Linked DNA regions of Sus scrofa: regions 1 and 3 are each linked to region 2. A link is a contact called in public Hi-C data. All regions are on one chromosome and are shown on one strand. Each heading gives the region's core, a stretch centred on a gene start, on an enhancer-like site or on the middle of the called end of the contact. The rest is flanking DNA. Distances are from core to core; before and after follow the strand shown.

Region 1 (4,998 bases), core at 1,940-4,439, 830 kb before region 2:
GTCCCGGGGGACGGCACAAGCATCATTGGGCAGTGTGCGTTGTGTTTTACAGCCGTTCCTGAGCATGCTGCCCGCCTGCAGCGCTTGGCCCAGATCCACATCCAGCAGCAGGTATGGGAGGGAGAGGACTGGAAGGGAAAGTAAAGGCAGTGAGGCTCCGAGTCCACACCCCAGCCTCCTGGGGATGCAGCCTTAGGCTCCCATAATGTCAGCTTCAGGGGAAACTTAGGGTGTATCCTTGGTCTTCCATCTGCCTTCAAGAGGGGAAGGGACTTGCCTAGGGCCACATGCAGGTCTCCTGCCTCACAGAGTAGGGCTATCCTGAGACACCAGGAGGTTGAAGTTGGGAGGTACCCAAGAATTCCTGGGGATGATGTGTCCTTGACCATGAGTGGAAGAGCTGTTTTTTCACTATTCTTAGGCCCTAGTATAAAGTTCAAAGGGGGTTCAGAACTAGGGGACAGGGGAGGAGGAGATAAATACTAGCAGGAATATTTCCTTAACTATGATTCCATTCCTCTCTGTCAGCCTTAGGACTGCAGTTAGATTACCCATCCCAGAGCCTGCAAGTGCCCCTTTAGAAATTTGCTCCTTGTGGCTCTGGGGTTAAACATCACCTTTTCTAGGCCCTCTGGGGAGTGGTGAGGCAGGAAATAGAAAGTGGGCTTTATCCAATGCCTTTCTCTGCCACTCCTTGGCCCCACAGGACCAGTGTGTGGAGATCACTGAGGAGTCCAAGGCTCTCCTGGAGGAATACAACAAGACTGTATCCTTTCTGCTGTCCAGAGTCCTATCCCCTTTTCTATTTCTGGCTCTGGCTCTCCCATCCCATCCCAACCAGCCTCTCTACTCCCCTGCTCCTCCACCCTTCCGACAGGTACAAAAATCTCTCCACTCCCTCTTTCAGACTCCTGTTCTCACCTTGACCTTCAATCAGACAATGCTTCTCTCCAAGCAGTTTGTGCAGTGGGATGAACTACTTTGCCAGCTAGAGGCTGCCAAGCAAGTGAAGCCAGCCGAGGAATGATGGCTGCTGCCCACCCCAGGTGGATCAGGACAACCAGGCTTCAAGCCCTGGGACAACCTGCCCTTGTAACAGGCAGAGCAGAGGCAGCTCTCTATTTATTGGATTCACACCCTACCTAGACAGGCTTAGGTGGGGCTCTTGCTACTTGAGATTTGCTATTTGCGCCCCTCCCCTCATCAGTGTCCTAGTCCAGTGACAATAAACTGTGGAGATCATTGAAGGAGTGTGCCAGCTTCCTGATCCAGGATGGGGGTGGTGGTGGGGATAAGGGTGGTGGAGGCCAGAGAGTGGCATCAGCCTTCCTAGTAGTTTGGACCAAGAGCTATACTCATTAGTCTGGCTTTCTGGGAAATGTAGAGCTCTCATGACAAATGCTCTCATTTGCTTGATGTGAGTGGACATTCGTTTATGTGTCCATTTATCCCACATTTACCAAGTACACGCTAAATGTCAGATGCCAGAGTTACTCTTGTGGCGCCTAAGAAGTGAATCCGACTAGACCCTAAAAAGACAAAAAGACCAAAAAAATAAAAAGAGAGAGACATTGTTTGGAGTTCCCGTCGTGGTGCAGTGGTTAACAAATCTGACTAGGAACCATGAGGTTGTGGTTCGATCCCTGGCCTCGCTCAGTGGGTTAAGGATCTGGTGTTGCCATGAGCTGTGGTGTAGTTTGCCGATGCAGCTCGGATCTGGAATTGCTGTGGCTGTGGCTGTGGCCAGCAGCTACAGCTCTGATTAGACCCCTAGCCTGGGAACCTCCATATGCCAAAGGTGCAGCCCTAAAAAGACCAAAAAAAAAAAAAAAAAAAAAAAAAAGAAAAAGAAAAAGAGAGAGAGAGAATCCAACTAGTAACCAGGAGGTGGCAGGTTTGATCCTTGGCCTCGCTCAGTGGGTTAAGGATCTGGCACTGCCAAGAGCTGTGGTGTAGGTCGAAGATGTGGTTCAGATCTTGCGTTGCTGTGGCTGTGGACCAGAAGCTGTAGCTTGGATTGGACCCCTAGCCTGGGAATCTCCATATGCCACGCGTAGCCCTAAAAAGAAAAAAAAAAAAAAAAAAAAAAAAAATTAAAAAGGTCAGATGCCAACCAGGTGGGAAGGACACAGATAGGGTCCACCTGATCCCTACCCTTTACAGCCTAGCTAGGGAGACAGTCAAGGAAAAGGGAAGGGGACCAGGTGGCACCAGGGTTCTTTGTGGCACAGAAGAAAAAGGAAAGTGGGGGACATCCCTGGAGGGTGATACACAGGGTCTTTGAGAGCCGAGGTTGCAGCATGTGCAAAGGCAGAGGGGAGCTTTTAAGTTTTTTTCTGGGGAGCCTACTTGGTGCTATACCGAGAAGGGGAGCCTAAAAGAGGTTTGGAGACGGGGATTTTAGTTGGGTGCGGGGGTGGTTGGAAAGGAGAAGGGGCAGGTTGGAGCCGAGAAACAGTGGCACTTCACTCCACCAAGTGTTTGCTGCCCCCTTGTGGTCTCAGGGACTGCTGTGCCTCCAGGCCCCTTTCATCCGCCGCCGGCCTTCCACCCCACCCGCGCGGTCTCGTTGGCATTTCGAATTGAGCTCGTCTGATACTGGGAGTCATCCTAGACTCTTCCCTCTTTCTCCGTCGGAACAGTCGCCAAACCTACTTCCTGTTATCTTCCAAATGAATCTACTTCTCCCCATTACTCTGCCATTTCTCTAGTTCATTCTTTCAACAAATAATTTAACAAATATTTGAGCCCTATCATACGCTGGTCCATGTGGACACGCCCCCGGGAGTCACCAGCGGATGCGGCCGGTCCCCGCTCCCTTCTGCGCTGCGGCCAGAGTGAGCTGTGCCAAAAAGATCTGGTTTGACCTGCGCCTGATGAAACCTCCCCGTGATACGCCAGTGTCCACAAGATGAGGTCTAGACTCAGAACTCTGTGACCAAAGTTCTTGTCCCCGCAGCAGCAGCCCCCCTCTTGCTCCCGTCCGAAGTGAAACCCGCTGCTCTGCCTTTGTTACTGCACTGTGTTCAACAGAGGTCAAATCCTTCACTTCCTTCCGACGGGAGACGACTCCTAATACCCTCATGCCACCGGCCCTCGCGTCGCGGCTGGGCTCATACCCACAAGCTGCCGTCGCGGCCGCTCTCAGTTTGTGGGCAGAGTCGCCTCTGGTCCTGTCTCCTGAGGCCCCGCCCCGTCCGGCGTGCGCGGCCCCGCGGCCTCGGCGCGCCCCCGTCCCGCGCCATTTTGGACTAGGAGCGAAGTGGTAGAGTGCGTGGCTGCTGTGGTGAGAGCTAGAACCCAGCGGGGTGAGGGCGCCCGGAGTCGGGGGCAGGAGAGGGGAGGCCGGCTGCTGGGCCGCTGCGCCCGCCTGGACACTGGGAGCAGCCCGGGGCGGTGGCGGCCGCGGACCGGCCGCCAGGAGTAGCCCGAGCAGCCCTCCACGCTATCCCCGACTTACTGAGTGACCTGGGTTAGGGGAATCGACCCAGGGGATCTTTGGGCGAGGGATGCTCGGCCCTGTCCTGGAGGTCCTGGAGTTGGGGAGGGGGTCACTTCTGCCTTTGAGGAGCTTTTGGAAGAGGGGTCTGCCTTGGGGAGCTTGGGGTGTAGAGGCTTGGCCCTGCCCTCCGGGAGCACGAAGTGAGGGAACCTTGTCCTCGTCCCTCCTTGGAGAGTCCAGGGAGAGGAGCACAAAGTCTTGTTCTCAAGCAGCCTGGGCCGAGGGCCCCAGCCCTGTCCCAAGGCGCCCCAGATGAAGGAAGTTCGTTACCAGTGCTGGGCAGCTTGGGATGAGGGGGCTCGGCCAGTGGGGAATCTGGTCCTGTCTCTGGGACTGCGGGGGTCGGGGGAGGGTTATGGCTCTGTCCGGAGGAAGGGGATACAGCCCCCTGTCAGGGGGAGGCAGGCATCCCTGCTCTGGGGGTGAGGGGATGTGGTCCTGTTCCTGGGAAGTCTGGGTTGAGGAGCACAGCCATGTCCTAGGGAGCCAGGGATGGGGGGTGGGGTGGGGGATGGCCTGGGGCACCTTGCCTAGCATTCCTCTGACACCTCCCTGCAGCGGGCAGCAAGATTGAGACCCAGCAGCAAGCGAGATGGAGCACTACCGGAAAGCTGGCTCTGTGGAACTACCAGCACCTTCCCCAATGCCCCAGCTGCCTCCTGATACCCTGGAGATGCGAGTCCGAGATGGCAGCAAGATCCGCAACCTGCTGGGACTGGCGCTGGGGCGGTTGGAGGGTGGCAGCGCCCGGCATGTGGTCTTCTCAGGTTCTGGCCGGGCTGCCGGCAAGGCTGTCAGCTGTGCCGAGATCGTCAAACGGCGGGTACCAGGCCTGCACCAGCTCACCAAGCTGCGCTTCCTGCAAACAGAGGACAGCTGGGTGCCAACCTCACCTGACACTGGCCTAGATCCCCTCACAGTCCGCCGTCATGTGCCTGCGGTGTGGGTACTGCTCAGCCGGGACCCCTTGGACCCCAATGAGTGTGGCTATCAGCCCCCAGGGGCACCCCCTGGCCTGGGCCCCATGCCCAGCTCCAGCTGTGGCCCCCGACCCCGAAGAAGGGCACGAGACACCCGGTTCTGAGGACCTGCCAAGCAAGCTGTTCTCCAGGCCTGAATGTCTAGGATGGCTGTGCCTTCTTTGAGAAGCCCTGTAACTGCTCAACATCCCCATCTAGACTTGAGGTTACAGAAGTGGACCTCCCTGTCCTACTTCAACTTCCCTCTGGCTGGTGGAAAGGGACTGTGATGAAGAGTGACAGGTGTGGGGTCTCTGCTGAGTTCTGGATTGCTTAAGAGGAGCTTATTCTGCCTTCCACCTACAGTGACTCTGATCTACCTTCTGACAGAGGTCTGAGGAGTGGGTTAGGAAATAAAAGTTCTGCCCATTTGATAAGCCTCTGCTCGGCCTGCTGTGTGGAGGTGGGATTAGGGGAAGAGGAGTCCTTGCCCTTGACCCCCAGGAGCTCACAGGTGGGAGACAGGAAGGGTAGGCT
Region 2 (4,882 bases), core at 1,768-4,267:
GACAGGCCCAGTGCTAAATGCCAAGGATACAGTAGTGAATGATGTCCCCCCCAAAAAGGAATAAAAAATAGAACAGGAGTTCTCGTCGTGGTGCAGTGGTTAACGAATCCGACTAGGAACCATGAGGTTGTGGGTTCGATCACTGGCCTTGCTCAATGGGTTAAGGATCCGGTGTTGCTGTGAGCTGTGGTGTAGGTCGAAGACAAGGCTCAGATCCTGTGTTTTGTGGCTCTGGGGTAGGCCGGCGGCTACAGCTCCAATTAGACCTCTAGCCTGGGAACCTCTATATGCCTCATGAAGCGGCCCTAGAAAAAAAGGCAAAAATACCAGGAAAAAAAAAAAAAGCATAAAACTGGAATTATCTTGTGGTTCGGCAGTTTAAGGGTCTGGTATTATTACTGCAGTGGCTTGGGTCACTGCTGTGGCACAGGTTTGATCCCTGGCCTGAGAACTTCTACATGCTGTGGGCATACTCCCCCACCCAAAAAGGATGAAAAATAAAGTAGTGAATGAGACGGAAATGATTAGTTCCTGCCTTCATGGAGTTTATGTTCCTAGCTAGTTGAGACAGAAACACACAAAAATAAGTAATTAGTAGACAATATTGTTGCAAGTTTTGGTGAGTATTAATGAAGATGATTGGGGAGGGCTACCACTGAAACTGTTGGGGTGGATGCAATTTTATTTATTTGCTTTTTTTTTTTTTTTTGTCTATCTTTCTAGGGCCGTACCCGCGGCACATGGACATTCCCAGGCTAGGGGTCAAATCAGAGCCTACGATGGAGCCACAGCAATACAGGATCCAAGGTGCGTCTGCGACCTACACCATGGCTCACACCAACACTGGATCCTTAACCCACTGAGTGAGGCCAGGGATCGAACCCACAAACTCATGGTTCCTAGTCAGATTCGTTAACCACTGAGCCATGACGGGAACTCCTTTTCTTTCTTTCTTTTTTTTTCTTCTGTCTTTTTTGGGCCACACTGGTGGCAAGTGGAAGCTCCTAGGCTAGGAGTCGAATAGAGCTGCAGCTGCAGGCCTACACCACAGCCACAGCAATGCCAGATCCACGCTTCATCTGCAACTGTATCACAGCTCATGGCAATGCCAGATCCTTAACCCCACTGAGTGAGGCCAGGGATTGAACCTGCATCCTCATGGATACTAGTTGTTTGTTACCACTGAGCCACAATGGGCACTCCTATTTGCAATTTTAAATGAAGGCAGGGTCAGAAGAAACCACTTGAGGTTATGTTTAAATAAACAGAGGAACCAGCCTATGAAATGTTAAAGCAAGAGCATTATTCCAGGTTTCTGACTTGTGATCCTCATGTCTTATTTATCTTTATCCTTGACACTGAGCACAGAGCCTGGCATTTAAGGGTCATCAGATGTGGAGTGAGTGGTTGACTGATCTCTCACCTCTGTGGTCTTCCTTAAATTTCAACTGTGGTTATTCCTCTTCTTGGCTAACTCAAACTCAAATCATGCTTCAAGACTTAGTACAAGTCCCATCTCTTCCAGGAAAGCTTCCTTAACAATCAAAACACTCTACAGTTATAAAGAAGGAAGTCCTGCCATTTGTGACAACATGATGAACATTGAGGGCATCATGCTAAGTGAAAGAAGTCAGAGAGAGACAAATACAAGTATTGTAGTATTGCATATGTGGAATTCAGAAAAACTAAACCCAGGGTTTCCATTGTGGCTCAGCAGGTTAAGAACTGGTCTGTGAGGTCCATCTCTGGCCTCGCTGGTTGAATTAAAGATCCAGCATTGCTGCAAGCTGTGGCCTAAACTGAAAATGCAGCTCAGATCCCAGGTTGCTGTGGCCGTGGTCTATGCTGGTGGCTGTGGCTCCCATTCGACCTCTAGCCTGGGAACTTCCATATGCCACAGGTGTGGCCATAAATAACCAAAAAAGCTAAACCCATAAAAAGAGAAATTGGATTGGTAGTTGCCAGGGCCTGGAAGGTGGAAGAAATGAGATGTTGGTTAAAGGGTACAAACTTCCAGTAAATGAGGACAAACTTCTAAGTATCTAATGTACAGCATGGCTCTGCAAAATAGTAAAACATAAGTACACAAAGACAAAGCAAATTTGGCATTTATTAATACTAGGTTATGATGGGTAGGTGAAGAGTATATGGATGGTCATCATATTCAGCAAATTTGGAAAATGTAATAGAGAAAAGCTATTACAATAAACCAGGCACAAGACGTGCGAACTGGACTAAACTTGGCAGTAAAAACAGAGGAGTTCCCTTGTGGTTCAGCGGGTTAAACATCCGGCGTTTTCACTATAGCAACTGGGAGTAACTGCTATGGCAGGGATTCCATCCCTGGCCTGGGAACTTGCACATACTTCTGGTACGGCCAGAATAAATTTCTTTAAAAAACAAAGAGACAAGAGTGAGTAAATTCAAGGTATATTTTAGCGGTAGAACAGATAAGACTGGTTAACTGGGAGTTCCCGTCCTGGCTCAGTGGTTAACGAATCCGACTAGGAACTATGAGGTTAAGGGTTCCATCCCTGGCCTCGCTTAGTGGGTTAAAAATCCGGTGTTGCCGTGAGTTGCGGTGTAGGTCGCAGATGCGGCTCGGATCCCGCGTTGCTGTGGCTCTGGCATAGGCCGGAGGCTACAGCTCCGATTAGATCCCTAGCCTGGGAAGCGGCCCTAGAAAAGGCAAAAAGACAAAAAAAAAAAAAAAAAAAAAAAAAAAAAAAGGTTAAATGGTAAATGAAAAAAGAAGAGGAATCACCGGGGTAAATAAACAAACGCTCACCACAGAAACTCAAACCAGCCCCGCCCTTACCCTTTAGACCCAAGTGCAGGAAGTGAGGGAAAGGAAGCTGCGCCAAGCGTCAGGCAGGCTTCCGGTCTGGCGTCGCAAAGAAGCCGGAAATCGGAGAACCCTGTTTGGCCCCTCCCCCATAGTGGGCGGTCTTGGAGAGTGACAGAGCCCAATGGCGAGCGAGTCGATGGGCACTCACCCAATGGCTCTGGAGCTGGGCGGAGTCCTGCGCCACGAGGCTTGCTGACAATCGTGCCAGCATTTCTGCCCGTGCTTGGGCATTTCTGCCAACGTGGGAAGAAGTTGTAGAGCAAGCGGAATTTAAACCCAAAGTGCCAGCAGGATACCAGAAGGATGGGGCCCGCACCTGCGGGAGCGCAGCATCGCGGAACTGCTGAGGAGCCGGAGGTGGGAGAACCATCTGGGAGGAAGGAATGCAACATGGGGAGGGGGGAACGGCAGAGCCTGATAGCTCGCCAACAAGGGGCACTAGGGCGGTACCTTCTGGAGGAGCCCCATTCCCCCAATGTTTCCAGCCCGGGGTACCGAGACAGGGCTTGGTAAGGGAGATGGATAGAAGCACTAAAGCCTATTGAGCTTCTCTCTTCCCTAGCTCTACACCTTGAAATTGAAGTGGCCCCAGCCCCCACCCCACCACACCCCACTCCACTCCACTCCGCAGCTTGGATCATTTCCCTGACCAGGTCCTCCTTGATGCTGGGTGGGATCTAGTTCTGGGCTCCCCACATGGTGGCGCTCCTAGAGCGCTCCAGTAAGGCTCTTCCGGGTGTGGGAACCTGGAGGGGGGCGGGGCCCGCTGTAGGGGAGAAGGTTTAGGATCCCTCAGATCAGGGTTTGAAGCCTTCTCACAGTATAGGCATACCAACTGTGGAAGCTCTCGGGGCTTCGTTCTAGCGTTTTCAGTTAGGATTGTTGTGAGAATTGGATGATTTACTGTATATCCTTCAAAACCAGTAGGCTCTTTCCATTACTGAGCACTTAATGTATCCTGAAGTCTGTTGTTGTCAGGGCTTGCATGCTGTCGTGGTGTGTGTGTGTGTGACCTGGCAGGGTTTAGATAGAGTAAGAGTGGAGATGGCATTTGCAAAGTCCTAGGACTAACCCAGCAGCAGAAGCAGCTCCTTATACTTGAAAGCACAGGAGCTTAGGCATTGCATTGGGCAGGGTACAGCCAGCTACCACTCCTATCAGCTCCAAGCAGAGCTCCATGCTTGTGCTGTCAAGTATACGGGGAACCCTCAACTCAAGGAGTTTTTGGTCTAGAGCTCAGTAAACTTCTTCTCCTTCCTCTTCTGCCACAATGTGATATGGGATCTCAGTTCCCAGACCAGGGATTGAACCAGGCCACAGTGGTGAAAGTGCTAAGTCCTGACCACTAGATGACCAGGGAACTCCCCAAGAGCTCAGTCATATTCTTTTTTTTTTTTAAGGGCTGCACCCGTAGCATATGGAGCTTCCCAGGCTAGGGGTCTAATCAGAGCTATAGCTGCTGCCCTACACCACAGCCACAGCAACACCAGATCTGAGCTGCAACTGTGACCTGCACCACAGCTCACAGCAACACTGGATCCTTAACCCACTGAGCGAGGCCAGGGATCAAACCTGCAACCTCATGGTTCCTATTCAGATTCGTTTCCACTGCACCACAATGGGAACTCCAGTTATATTCTTTTAAGTGAAAATTATTCTGTTTTACACATTCTAACTTCTATTCAAAGGAGAGACCAGGAGCAGATGAAGTTTTTACCCACATCATCTTTTACCCACATTGTACCATGGTGGCCTGTCAGGCATGGGTACTAGGTATCTATGATCTCACCCTGGCTTCTCCCTCTCACTGACCACAGATGATGGAGTCAGCTCTCGAAGGCCCAGTCAAGGAGGGGAAAAGGGATTCCTCAAAGAAGCGTCCAGTGGCTGGGTCTCCAGTGGGTCTTCTGCAGCCAGTGAAACTCAGCCGGGCAGAACTGTACAAGGAGCCTACCAATGAGGAGCTGAATCGCCTTCGGGAGACTGAAAGTCTGTTCCATTCCAGCTTGCTCCGATTACAGGTACTGAGTGGCT
Region 3 (4,307 bases), core at 1,330-3,829, 590 kb before region 2:
GTGGTGATAGCCCGCCCCTCCCCAGGCTGTGAGAGGCCGATTCATCATCTTGTGAAACTGGGTCTTACCCCTCACAAAGACATGGAGGAAAGAGTGCCTAAGCCTTGTGCTGGGTTAAGTGCTGGGGTAATTGCTGTCCTGTGGCGAGGATCTAGGGGCTCCCAGATCTTCAATGACTGATCCGCAACCCTCGCCAGAGTCCAGCATTCTCCGCGGCCCAGCTTGGGCGGCAGAAATGAGGCTTCACGGGGAGAGGGACTTCCAAGTGTCTTTCCAGAGGTGATGCCTCGATGGGATCTTGAAGGGTTAGGAGGCTGGAGAATAGGATGTCTGAGCTGTAGGACTGACACCAGAAGTCTTGGTGTGGATTGGGGCGTAGAGGGAAATTAAAAGGCCCGACCCCTTCCTGCCCACCGCTTCCTCCCCCAGGAGTGTATCGCCTTGCGAGCACCGGCCCGGAATGCATTGTGCTGTTTTAACTCCCCCGCAGTCATACTACCCTTGTCCCAACCTTAGGTAAGTCTGGTGTACACACAGGCAAATGCGCACGTACGAGGAAGCTGTAACCTTGGAGCTGCTGGGGATCCCGGGACTAGTTGGGGTGGCAACCATCCACTGCGATGCACCTACTGGAAAGTGTCACCAGGGGGCGGTGGTGCCATGGGGAAGTCAGAACTGGCTGCTAAATGAGGACCCCCCATGAGAGGGCATGGAGATGGCATTGAGGGGTTACAGGCTGGCCATGGTACTTAAAGTCAAGAGATCAGGACATTAGGTTCAGGGCTTGGAATAATGGGTAAAAAGTCTGTTAGGGAGCGGGTATCAGGAATCTAAAATTTAACTGTAGAACCTAAAGTTAAGAGGTCAATGTTGGAGCCTAGGGAGCTGGGAGCAAAATGCTGAAATAAGGTTAGCATTGAGAATTGTGGAGCAAAATGCAGGAGTTAGCATTGAGAATTGCCAGGCAGGTATGAGGGTCCAAAAGAGCTGACGCATCTCTCCCCACAGATGGGACACAAGTCACTTCAAGAAGACTGGTGGCCCCCAGAGAAACAACTATGTTGTCCACCCTGAGTTTGTGTCTGAGACCTATCCTGACTACCACTGCTGGTAGACCCCAGACTGGCCGGGCTAAGGGGGCTGAGCAATAAATAAATTCTTCACCCTAAAGCCTGCCGCCAGTGTCCTTCCCCAGAAGGATCTGGCAGTGAGGAGCCAGTCACTCAGGCCTCTGCCAAGCCCCCTCAACTGCGATGCAGTTCTCAAAGTCGCCTTGTCCATTTCATCACCTCAATATTTCCCTTGGGTGGTCCGGAGTGCCCTCCTGACACATAATATTCCTATGAGGGGCATGTCCTCCTCCTTTCCACCTCAGAGCCCAAACTAGCCATGCGGGAGGGCCCATCTACCTCTCAACCCCAGGAGAGCCCTACAGCTGACATTTCCCCACTATCCCCCAAGCTTAGATGTCCCTTCACCTCCATGCCTCCATTCTGCAGTCAGAGCCATGTCCCTATTCCCAACGTTCTTGATCTCTGTTCCCAGAGCCTCCATCACAGCCTAAAAGTCTCTGTTCAGATACCCTTGCTGCCATGCCCACCCAAGTCCAAGGGGTCCAAACAATTTTGAAGGGTTTCATGACCAAGAAATTTCAAATTATAAAACAAAGCCCTGGGAGGAAGGGGTGGGGTGTTCCAAAATCTCTAGGATCTTCCGTATGTTTGCACCCAGTTCCCCCTGGAGGGAGAAGTATGGTGAGGCATGCCCACTTCCTTGTAGCATGGGTTTTCTTTCTTTCTTTCTTTTTTTTTTTTTTTTTGTCATTAGGGCCACAGGAAGTTCCCAGGCTAGGGGTCAAATCAGAGCTGCAGCTGCTGGCCACAACCACAGCCACAGCAAAGCCAGATCCTAGCTGCATCTGTGACCTAGAGCACAGCTCAGGGCAACTGCAGATCCTTTTACCTTTAACCCACTGAGGGAGACAAAGAATCAAACCCACATCCTCATGGATACTAGTCAGATTCTTAACCCACTGAGCCACAGTGGGAACTCCAGCATGGGTACTTCTAATGGCTTTCATCAAGGGGAGTGGGGGGCAGTGGATGGGGAAAGGCGTTGCAAAATACCGAGCAGAAGCTTGTCTTCTCAGTTCCTGATCTCAGATGCTGTGGTCTGGTCTAGTGGGAATGTACAGGTTGGGCCTCCAAGCTGGTGGAACTAAGCTCCCTCTGTGGGGTCCTTGATTGGATCTAACCTGCATTGAACCACTGAGATCCTCCCAGAATTTCGCTACCCTAACACCATGTGGTGAAATTTTTCCCCTATGGAGACCTAATAAGCGTTATACCCAGACGACCTCAAGCTGCTCACATCTGGAGAAAAATAAATCCCAAGGGTTCGGCTCCGCCCCTTTGCCCGGCAGCTCTCTCCTCCTCAGACGATTCCCAAATTTAGCCCAGAGGTTGGAGGACTCTATATAATAAAGTTCGACAGTTGCACCTTTCTCCAGAACTACATTTCCCAGCAGGCCTGGGGCAGAGAGCCGCCCTCTTGAGGGTAAGCAATGGCCGCGGGGGAGGGGGCGGGGTTCTGAAGGCTGAGGAGGCGGGCTTGGGAGGTTCCAGGCTGGCAGAGGGCCCAAGCTGCCCGGAGTTGGGCACAGAGCAGAGGAGGAGTGGCGCGGGGGTGTAGGGGGAGGCACGGAAGCTAAGGGGCGTGGCCTCAAGTCCTCGTGACACTGTGGGAGGATGGTCTTGCTCCACGGACTCAGGTGGACTCCACGACTCTAGGCGAGACCAAAAGACCGGGGCGTGGCCGAGCGGCCAGGGGGCGGGGCCCGAGGAGGGCCTCAGCTGTCTTCAGTGAGGCGGCGCCCCGCGCTGCGCTGTTGCCACTCAACTTCAGCTAGCGTGGAGGGGCTCGGCGGGAGCCTCCCCTTTACCTTCACTTCTGGAGTCGACTGCCTTGAATGAGCCTAGCGGGAAGTCCTTGGGAGGTTGCCGAGGGAGGACATTTCCTGAACTTTCGCTCCTACAAACGAGTAAGTAGGTGTGGCGAGCCTGGACACCTGGGCCCCTCCTCCGGCCGCGGTTCCCAGCGGGCACTGGTCCCTTGACCTCAGTCTGTCCCTTCGGACCTTGTAGCTGCAGCGCGGGAGGTGGGGGGTGGGGGATTCCAGGCTGTAGACTCGGTCACTCGATCCCCTGGATCCCGACGCTGGGCAGGACAGGGAGATGGGCCGGATCGAGTTGCCTTTGACATTTCCAATCCCACCCTACCCCCGGAATCTTGTGTTCGACAAACCGCTTGACATGGAATGGCCTCCCGTCAGTTGGGCTGGGCCCGCTGCCCCGCCCCCCCCCGCCGCCCCCGCCTTCAGACCCCGCTAGGGGCTGTCAGCCAAGACTGAGGTTGAGTGTCTAGTGGGCAGAGGCTTGGCTAGGGCAAACCCCACCTGCCAGTATTAGCGGGAGTTTGTCCAGATGGCGGAGGCTGCGGATTACAGGGGTCTCTAGCTCCACCGTTAACGCCGGAATCACAGTTCCTCCCCCACAGCCCCTGTACCAGATGCCACAAAAATTGCCACTTCCCACCACCAGAAACCTTCCTGAAGCAAGCAGCAGCACCAGCCCTTGGGAAGACAGGCCTCACCATGCCCACACCCACCTAATGGAAGCCTATCCCACCCTCTTGGCCACAGATCTCCTTTGCTGTGTTCAGATAGCCAGTCAGACCATTATCTTCCATTCCTAAAACTTAATACCATGGAGGGTTAAGCCTCCATTTTGTCTTTTTTTTTTTTTTTTCTTTTTCTTTTTCTTTTTAGGGTCGCATCCGTGGCATATGAAGTTTCCCAGGCTAGATATCGAATCAGAGCTGAAGCTGCTGGCCTACACCACAGCCACAGTAACTTGGGATCTCAGCTGCATCTGCGACCTACACCACAGCTCACGGCAACACTGGATCATTAACCCACTTAGCGAGGCCAGGGATACTAGTCCTCATGAATACTAGTCAGGTTCGTTAACCACGAGCCACAACGGGAACTCCAAGCCTGGATTTTGGATTCAGGCAGCCTTGCTACTTTGGTGACTTCAAACAAGTTCCTTTTTCTTGTTTGAAGTTTGGGCCACTGTTTACTCATCTATAAAGTGAGCACTGCAGCTTTGCCTCCTGTACAGCATTATTGTTAGGGTTGGACGCTGTGGTGGCAGTAGGGAGACCAGTAAAAGGTCTACGGGTTTCTGTCCTTCATCAAAGAATCTTAGAACCCTAGTGAATAAAGATTCTCAGAACCTAAGTGTTAG

What was found. Hi-C and Micro-C count contacts between places; a contact is called where the count stands out from the background.
Region 1: a Hi-C map of mesenteric adipose tissue shows a contact between it and region 2, with 2.1 times the contacts expected there. The contact joins the promoter of RPP25L here to the promoter of NOL6 in region 2. A contact is called at or near these places in 1 of 5 promoter capture datasets (liver) and 5 of 47 Hi-C or Micro-C datasets (brain, embryonic fibroblasts, mesenteric adipose tissue and 2 more).
Region 3: a Hi-C map of embryonic fibroblasts shows a contact between it and region 2, with 4 times the contacts expected there. The contact joins the promoter of KIAA1161 here to the promoter of NOL6 in region 2. A contact is called at or near these places in 1 of 5 promoter capture datasets (fetal liver) and 1 of 47 Hi-C or Micro-C datasets (embryonic fibroblasts).

What each region holds. Positions count from the first base shown.
Region 1 is chr10:32,185,993-32,190,990 of Sscrofa11.1, forward strand. It overlaps RPP25L (ribonuclease P protein subunit p25-like protein), which reads left to right and starts at 3,190. Exons shown (of 2, transcript XM_003130658.4): 1 at 3,190-3,286; 2 at 4,061-4,998. The coding sequence starts at 4,095. The coding sequence ends at 4,586. ARID3C (AT-rich interactive domain-containing protein 3C) reads left to right here. Exons shown (of 12, transcript XM_021064675.1): 10 at 53-111; 11 at 707-766; 12 at 938-1,247. It overlaps DCTN3 (dynactin subunit 3), which reads left to right. Exons shown (of 6, transcript XR_002336315.1): 4 at 53-111; 5 at 707-766; 6 at 938-1,247.
Region 2 is chr10:33,019,018-33,023,899 of Sscrofa11.1, forward strand. It overlaps NOL6 (nucleolar protein 6), which reads left to right and starts at 3,018. Exons shown (of 26, transcript XM_003130678.4): 1 at 3,018-3,205; 2 at 4,666-4,869. The coding sequence starts at 3,152.
Region 3 is chr10:32,433,770-32,438,076 of Sscrofa11.1, forward strand. It overlaps KIAA1161, which reads left to right and starts at 2,580. Exons shown (of 2, transcript XM_021064686.1): 1 at 2,580-3,040. C10H9orf24 (spermatid-specific manchette-related protein 1) reads left to right here. Exons shown (of 6, transcript XM_021064685.1): 6 at 430-1,147. The coding sequence ends at 516.